3 separate regions of the Sus scrofa genome follow, and all the other regions are linked to region 3. The links are chromatin contacts, called in public HiChIP or PLAC-seq and promoter capture Hi-C maps. All regions are on one chromosome and are shown on one strand. Each heading gives the region's core, a stretch centred on a gene start, on an enhancer-like site or on the middle of the called end of the contact. The rest is flanking DNA. Distances are from core to core; before and after follow the strand shown. Region 1 holds the start of PELP1 (proline-, glutamic acid- and leucine-rich protein 1). Region 2 holds the start of SCIMP (SLP adapter and CSK-interacting membrane protein). Region 3 holds the start of SPAG7 (sperm associated antigen 7).

What was found. Promoter capture Hi-C pulls out the DNA fragments that hold promoters and counts their contacts. HiChIP or PLAC-seq counts read pairs in DNA pulled down with a chosen protein or histone mark.
Region 1: a promoter capture Hi-C map of liver shows a contact between it and region 3, with 4 times the contacts expected there. The contact joins the promoter of PELP1 here to the promoter of SPAG7 in region 3. A contact is called at or near these places in 2 of 5 promoter capture datasets (both in liver) and 1 of 2 datasets of contacts at active chromatin or transcription factors (alveolar macrophages).
Region 2: an H3K27ac HiChIP or PLAC-seq map of alveolar macrophages shows a contact between it and region 3. The contact joins the promoter of SCIMP here to the promoter of SPAG7 in region 3. A contact is called at or near these places in 1 of 47 Hi-C or Micro-C datasets (embryonic fibroblasts) and 1 of 2 datasets of contacts at active chromatin or transcription factors (alveolar macrophages).

What each region holds. Positions count from the first base shown.
Region 1 is chr12:52,175,705-52,178,404 of Sscrofa11.1, forward strand. It overlaps PELP1 (proline-, glutamic acid- and leucine-rich protein 1), which reads left to right and starts at 1,358. Exons shown (of 18, transcript XM_021067790.1): 1 at 1,358-1,787. The coding sequence starts at 1,539.
Region 2 is chr12:51,771,247-51,773,946 of Sscrofa11.1, forward strand. It overlaps SCIMP (SLP adapter and CSK-interacting membrane protein), which reads left to right and starts at 1,389. Exons shown (of 5, transcript XM_003358218.4): 1 at 1,389-2,477. The region is part of intron 2 of RABEP1 (rab GTPase-binding effector protein 1); the gene reads right to left.
Region 3 is chr12:51,947,466-51,950,165 of Sscrofa11.1, forward strand. SPAG7 (sperm associated antigen 7) reads left to right here and starts at 1,448. Exons shown (of 7, transcript NM_001243921.1): 1 at 1,448-1,540. The coding sequence starts at 1,456. CAMTA2 (calmodulin-binding transcription activator 2) reads left to right here. Exons shown (of 23, transcript XM_021067750.1): 21 at 1-57; 22 at 216-290; 23 at 375-1,238. The coding sequence ends at 438.

The DNA.
Region 1 (2,700 bases), core at 108-2,607, 230 kb after region 3:
AGCCATAGCAATGCCAGATCCGAGCTGCAGCTGTGACCTACACCACAGCTCAAGGCAACATGGGATCCTTAACCCACTGAGCAAGGCCAGGGATCGAACCTGCGTCGTCATGGAGACTAGCCAGATTTGTTTCCACTGAGCCACGATGGGAACTCCTGGGTGGATACATTTATATGTATGCCTTATTCACTTATGCTATACACCTGAAACTAATAGAACTTTGTAAATACTATAAATTTTAAAAATTTTATACTCCGATAAAGCAAAGTTTCTCTAGGGAAAAGCACTGCCACAGGAATGGGATGGCTGGAGAGTAGAAAGTTAGGCTAGTTTGGCTCAAAGTTAGGGAAAGAGGCTGGGTAACTCAGGTGCTGAGGTTAGAGAGATGGGTATAGGTCTGATGAAGTAGGCCAAGGTGAAAGCAATGGGATTTCATTCACAGGATGTTTGGAAGTCATTGGAGAACTTTAAGCAGAGAGTGAGAACTTAATTAGGTTTGAAAAGACCAGTCTGGTTGCTGTGTGGAGAAGGCCAGTAGGAGAACAAGGTGAGCAGTGAGGAGTCCACTGGCAGGAGGCTAGTGTTCAAGAGGCCAGGTGAGAGACAATGGTGATTTGGCCCAGCGTGGCACTGGAGATAAATAGAGAAAAATGAACCCTATTGGGTTAGTGTATTTTGGAGGCAGAATACCAGGACTTGAAGAAGGATCAGAGTACAACAAGAGAGATGACCCTTGGATTCGAATCTTGGATTTGGATTTTATTAGATTCAAAAGATTATGTCTGTGCACAAAAAAACGCACAGCGCTGTTAGGGTGGTCACTGAAGTGTTTTGGGAGAAACTGGAGCATCGGTAAATACTTAGCAATGAAATTGGGAACTCATTGTACCATGCTGCTTAAAAAACAGCGTAAAGTTGCCCAAAACATATACTGAGTGAAAAAAGCACACCCCGCTCTTGCAGAATAAACTATGTATTTTCGTATCTGTGTGTAGACAAATACTAGGAAAGTATACACAGTACTGGAGAAAGGGGAGGGGGGGTTTCTCTTTGTATTTTATGCTTTCTTTACTGTTTGAATTTTTTGCAAGGCGCATGTATTGTATCTTTTCTGTGGTTGTAAATGTAGTTAAAAACGTTTAAGATTTCACACAAGAAGACCAGTTCCTCAGGTATCAGTGCGGCCTAGGTTGAAAGGGTCCAGAGACGCCGCTACTTGAAAGGCTAGCTTTCGATTCCGGCGCCTTTAGTCCTGACCACGTGCTCTCTAAGCGCCGCTGGCCCGCCCCCGGCCCGCCCCCGGCCCACCCTCGACCCTGCCCATCCGCCAGGCACACCTGGGGAGCCACACACCCGCCGCGGGGGCGCCTGGGTCTCTCCACGCCGCGCATGCTCCTTTCCAGTCCGAACGCGCAGTCCAACCGCCGTGCACGCAACGCGCAAGACCACGGCCCCCTCCTCACGCCCCTTCCCCTCGAGGCGTGCGTCGCGGTGTGTTTGCGTCATCGCGCCACGCCACCACTACAGTCCGGGTGAAGATGGCGGCGGCGGTTCTCAGCGGACCCTCTGCGGGCTCCGCGGCCGGGGTTCCCGGCGGGACCGGGGGTCTCTCGGCGGTGGTCTCGGTCCCGCGTCTTCGCCTGCTGCTGCTGGATAGCGTGTCGGGGTTGCTGCAGCCGCGAGCGGGATCCACCGTTGCCCCCGTGCATCCCCCAGCCCCCTCGGCCCCACACTTGCCGGGGCTCATGTGCCTATTGCGGCTACATGGGACGGTGGGCGGGGCCCCGGTGAGTCTGTGGCCCTCTGGCCGGCGGTCGGGTTGGAAGGTTGGCGCAGCTTTTGTGCGCAGGGGTCTTGGTGCTTTGCAGCTGCAGTGGGGAGGTGTAGGGAAGGAGAACTGGGGGCAGAAAGTGGATCCAGACATTAGTCTGGACGAGATTCACCCATTTTTCTTTATCAGCCACGAATGGAAGAAATTTAGGGAAGAGGAAGGGCCTCTTTTCTATATTGCTAGGCTGTTGGTGGACACACGTGAATGGGTGCGATCCCAGGCCACATCACTCACTAGATATGTGATCTTTAGTTTCTTTTTCCTCAGGCAGTATCTGTTTCGCGGATAGTTTCGACTGAGTGAATGGACACCTGTTTACTGCGCTCTTACTGAGGGCCGGGTCCTGGGCGCTCGTTATAGATGCGATGGCGATGAACAAAATGTTATGAGAAAAACTATGAGAATGGTATATTAGGGACCACTGACATAGTCTGGAGAATTGCAGAGGTTTTCCTGAGGTACTGGAGTTTAAAGCGAGATCCCCAAGGATGAGTGGGTGTTGGGTAGGGAAGGAAAATGGGAAGGACGGTTCAGTCAGCGGAAGGCTCATGTGGGAAGGTCCTGTGGTGGGAACATTTTGCCTGGGGTTCAGAGGTGGCCGGAGAGAGAGTGGGCCCGATGAGGCAGTGGATAGATTATGCAGCGCTGTGTAGACTGGCTTAGAAGGGCCCTTTGGGAGTTTCTGTCGTGGCTCAGTGGAAACGAATCTGACTAGCATCCATGAGAACTCGAGTTCCATCCCTGGTGTCGCTCAGTGGGTTTAGGATCCTGCGTTGCCGTGAGCTGTAGTGTAGGTCGCGGACGCTGCTCCGTTCTGGCATTACTGTGGCTGTGACGTAGGCCGGCGGCTACAGCTCCGGTTTGACCCC
Region 2 (2,700 bases), core at 139-2,638, 180 kb before region 3:
CAGAGGACAGCCCTCTTCTTTTTTTTTTTTTTTGTCTTTTGTTGTTGTTGTTGCTATTTCTTGGGCCGCTCCCGCGGCATATGGAGGTTCCCAGGCTAGGGGTTGAATCAGAGCTGTAGCCACCGGCCTACGCCAGAGCCACAACGCAGGATCCGAGCCGAGTCTGCAACCTACACCACAGCTCACGGCAACGCCAGATCGTTAACCCACTGAGCAAGGGCAGGGACCGAACCCGCAACCTCATGGTTCCTAGTCGGATTCGTTAACCACTGCGCCACGACGGGAACTCCACAGCCCTCTTCTTAAAATGCCACTGGCCCTTTGGCCACTCCATCCCTAACCATCTTCCACCAGATGCTTCTCCCCCTTTGAACCATCCAGCTGGCTCCCCTTCTCCTCTTCCCATTCTCCTGTGAAACTCCACCTCCTTCTTGCCCAGAACCCCAAATCTCCTCCCTCCAGAACCCAGAGGAATTCAACAGTCTCCAGCTCCTACCAGCAAAGTTCATTCCCCGCCCAGCCTGTCATTAACTTGAAAGGCAGTTCATTCTATTTTTTATTTTTAGTTTTTAAATGAAGTATAATAATCCGTCAAGTGCCTTTTGGGGCGCATCAGGATATGGGATCTCAGTTCCTAGACCGAGGCATGAACTCGGGCCGCAGCAGTGAGAGCACTGAATCCTCACCACTAGACCCTCTGGGAGCTCCCAGAAGCGCCTCGGCTAAATCTGACAACTTCTTAACAAGATGTAAAGATTTCCATCACCCCCAAAGTTCCCCTGTGCCCTTTGCAGTCAGGCCCTTTCTGCCCCCACTGAAACCACAAGTCTGATTTCTATCGGGATCGTTTTCTTGAACTTAACATGAAGAGACTCATACAGGCTGTGCTCTTTTATATTTGACTTCTGTCACCTAATGTAATGTTGTCAGGATTCTCTATACTGTTGTGTGTCAGGATTTCATTTTAAAAAATTTCTGGGTAGTCTTTCATTGTCTGCCTATTCCCTCCTATTTATCCATTCTTCTGTTGTGACACAGTGTTACAATTTTTGAGCTGACATCGGCAAGTACGACCTGCCTGGATGGTAATCCTGAGAATCTGAAGGTGAACAAGGCAAGAGTGGGCGGGGGGGGGGTGGGGGGGTTTCCAACTGAGGAGGGGAAAGAAATACAGGGGGAGTGGCATAGACCAGCAGCTACAGCTCCAATTTGGCCCCTAGCCTGGGAACCTCCATATGCCATGGGGGCAGCCCTAAAAAGACAAAAACAAAACAAAACAAAACAAAACAAAAGGTTCTATAAACCAACTATAATGGAAAAAATAAAAATCATTAACAAAAAAATAGGGAAAAGCAGCTGAAATTAATTTTAAATACATTTTAATTAACCCACTATATCCAACATATTATCCTTTTAACAGCTCATCAAGATAAACATCTCTTCGTGAGACCTTTTACGTTCATTCTGTACCAAGTCTCTGAAATCCAGTGTGTATCTCACGCTTACAGCACATCTTGGCTCTAGCAAGCCACTTAGCTAACATCTAGTGCCCAGTTGGTTAGCCTCATGGGGCTAGTGGCTGCTGTCCTGGACAGTGCAGGCCTCGGGGAGGTGGCCTGGGACTCAGACCACGAAGCCCTCAATGGCTGAGAGCAAGGAGCTGGATTCCCATTCCGACCTCCCGTCTGCCCGCTGCGTGTGTGCCAGCCCTCCTCAGAGACTGTCTCCAGGCCTCTGCCAGCTGCAACTTTCTGCAACTAACTTCCCACAACACCTCCCTTCGACCCACGCCTTCTGAACTCATGACTATTCCAGATCATTTCTTTTTCCTGCGAAAAACTCAGATGTGCCAATATACAGGCATGACCATTGGTGGGTTTTGAAGTAAACTAAGGGGCTGGCACTCAGGACTGCTTCTCCCGAAAGAGGCTAGAAGAGATGAGGAAATGCTGGCGGGAGGGCGCCATGTGCCATAAAGTGCTTGGGGAAACTTGTTTCATTTATGTGAATGTATGTGTAGCTGTCACCCTGTAAACTGGTGTCTTACTCTGAGGATCTTGGTTGAAGGGGGGAAAAAAAGCCAATTCTGAATAAAGCCACAGTCCCCGGAATTCCCAGTGACAGACAGTAAATGTGATTTCTGTCACCGACTCCCCGGAAACACCTTTTGGGGAAGTGAGATTGGGGCTGGGGTGGTGGTTGCTTTTAGCAGCTCTCTTGGCCTGACACCACGCAGAACTGAGTGCCTTAGTTTACTGGAAGGAAGAGCAGAAACAAGAGGGAAGGGGCCACTCCATCCCACCACACCTGCCGGGCCTCTGCTTCCCAGCCAGCTGCTTGACACCCTGGGGCGAAGGCAGGAGAGGAGCGGGGAGCCTGCCCAAGGTTGCGTGTCCAGGAGAGGTGCTTTAGGATTAGAACACCCAGCGCCTGAAGTTCAGACCCTGAAACTGCCTCCTGATCTGTATCATTAGAAGGTAAGTCGGCAGAGGAAAGAGGGAAAGAGGCCGGGGCATCATTCATAAATTGGCAGATGCATGTAGAGCCCCCGCCCCCTGCGTGCCAGGTGTTGTTCTAGGCACTAGAAACAGTGGTAAAGGGAGCAGCCGTGCCCTTGCCCTCCTGAAGCCTACAGGCTGGGGTGGGAGACAAACAGTGAACCAGTGAACCGATGCGGTAACAGACAGCTGTCACAGACGA
Region 3 (2,700 bases), core at 198-2,697:
CCGTCGCAGGCCAGGGCCTCCCCACCGGCCCACGGGCCCCCTGCCTGCCCGCAGCAAGTATGGCCCTAGCTTTCCACCCCTGCTGGCCATACCCACTGCCCAAGGATACCCTCCATCATTCTGCCCCCCCCTTCCCCTGCCAGGGTCCCTAAGGGGCAGAGGGCAGGGGATGCCCGCGTGTTGTGTGAGGTTTCATCTCTTCTTTCTTCCACCAGAGGCTCTTTTCTCACCAAGAAGCAGGACCAGGCAGCCCGGAAGATCATGAGATTCCTGCGGCGCTGCCGACACAGGTGCTGCGATTTGGCCCTGCCGCCTCCCCCATCCCACCTCCCGATCGGCCGGTGTCCCCTGACTCCTTCCTTGTCTCTCGGCAGGATGAGGGAATTGAAGCAGAACCAGGAGCTGGAAGGGCTTCCCCAGCCCGGCCTGGCCACCTGACTTCTCCATCGCCTTTCTCATCAGCCGGGGCCGCTTCTTGCAGTCTTAACAGGGAGAGGGCTCTCTGGGGGAGGGGGAGCCCCCCCACCCCACCCCCCGTTGGCAGCTTTCCCGTCACTTCTGTAGGAGCCCATCCTCGGTCTCCGCTCCCGCCCCCTCCGAAGTGCTGAACTCCCTCTCCCACCCCCGGCTCCTTCTCCTCTTCCCTCCGGGTCGTGCCCCCCTCTTTGAGTCCCCGGCTCCAGAAGACCCACGCCCCACATACCTGCATCTTCAGCTGTGACCTCCGGAGCCCTGCCTGCCCCTTCTCCACATCTCCGAACCCGCCTGTACCCACCTCAGCCCCTTCCTGACTTGCCTTATTTATTTGTTCAACGAGTCTCTGAATGTATCCGCCTCGGTCCCACCTCTGCCTTCACTGCGCGCGCGCCCCTCGTGTTTCAGGGCTGACTGTGCCCCCACCCCGACTCCGCATGTTTGCGTCTGTTCCCTCCTTTTCTGACCCTGTGTTTCCCCGTCACCCCGACCGACTCCGGCCACCGATCTCGGGGCCAAAGGAGGGGTGTATATAAGAACGCGTTGCGGAGTCCTGCCCCGTCCCCGAGGGGAGGGGGCTTGTACATAATGTAACATACAGAGTATAGTGAAGAATCTATTTAAGGCGCCGCGGGGAGGGCTGCACAGCCGGACTTGTGGTTCCTGGCGCGGCGGGGGCCTTCAGCCGGCTCTACGAGAGCACTTTCTACTTGTGCATGGGCTTGGTTTCTACGAATTGCCATTAAACATCGCTGCACCAGCCAGCCTCCGGCCTCTGTCTGACCGGGGAGTGGGGGGCGGGGGGGGCGGGGCGGGGCCTCCGCCCTTGGGAGGCTGCGCCGGGCGCCCCAGCTGGCGTCAGCGCCGCACGGGAGCTGGGCGGGGCGGGCGCGTGGTTTTCCGCCTCCGACGTGTTTCCGGCCTTAAAGGCATTTTGCCCTTCCCTTTAAGACGCACCGCCCCCTCTCAGTCACTCCCAAGATGGCGGACCTACTGGGCTCCATCCTGAGCTCCATGGAGAAGCCACCAAGCCTCGGTGACCAGGAGACTCGGCGCAAGGCCCGAGGTGAGGATCCCAAATTCACAACCGCCTTTTTTCGCCCGGTTCACAGGACCTCACTCCTTCCACTTTGACGACCCCGCCTCCTCAACCTTGAAAGACCTCTCACGGTCCCCTTCAGAGACCCCCGGAGTCCCTAAAAGGGCTACCGGCCCGCCCGCTGTTCTTAGCGGACCTTGATTGGCTACCTGAAGCCCAGCGCCAGCCCTCTCTCCTCTCCCTACCCTGGCCTTCCGCAGTCCTTCTTTTTAATTCGTCGACGAGCCCGCCTGTCCGCGGGTGGCGTGCTGTGATTGGTAGGCTGCCTCCAACCCCACCCAACCCCTTGGTGTTCTGCGGCGGCTCCTCTTCCCGCCTTCGGACCGGAGCGGGGGGCGTGTTCCACCGCTCTGCCTTTCCCGCCTCTCGGTGCTCGAGTCCCGGCAACCCCTGTCCCTATTCCGATTGGGCCCCGGACACGTCCATCCGCAAGCCTTTCACCCTTATTGGTCACCTCAACTTAAACGTCTACCTATCACGTTTCGTTCGACCTTCCTCTAGTCCACCCCACCCTCAGCACCTCTAATTGGTTGCTGAGTCCTTTTGGCGCCTTTCTGCCCCGCCTTCTTGATTTAACCCGCTCCCTTCTGCCGCTCCTCCAACCAACCTTCTTCATCTACACCCTTAAATGCCAGAACCCCCCCCCCGGGGGGGGGAGTGAATGTTGATTGGAGGGATGAGAATGCCCCTGCCCGGTCCGATTGGCGGTAGTCTCCCCGCCTGTGTTCTCCGAGTAACTTCCCTGCTGGCCTGTCAACTTGGGCTCCCAGCGCAGGGCGCGGCCCGCGGGGAGGGGCTGCCCTCTCTTTGGGTTGCTGCTCTGAGACGTGTGAATGAATCTGGCAGAATGACTGCCTTGGGGAGGACACCAGCCTTGACCATGTCCCGGGCACCGGCTCTCCACCCGTCCGAGGTGGGGCCAGGGCAGGCTAGGTTGCCTTCGAAGTCTCAAGTGCTGCCTAATATCGAACTATATCATCCATAGTTGCTGTCCTGAGTGGTTACTCGGGCCCAGGGGTACCCTCCAGGAGCCCACATGAAATGCTCACACGGGAGTTTAAAAACCAGCTTTATCAATGTCCTGAAGGAAAAATAATTGTTATGAGAGGGGCTACAAGTAGGGTCCT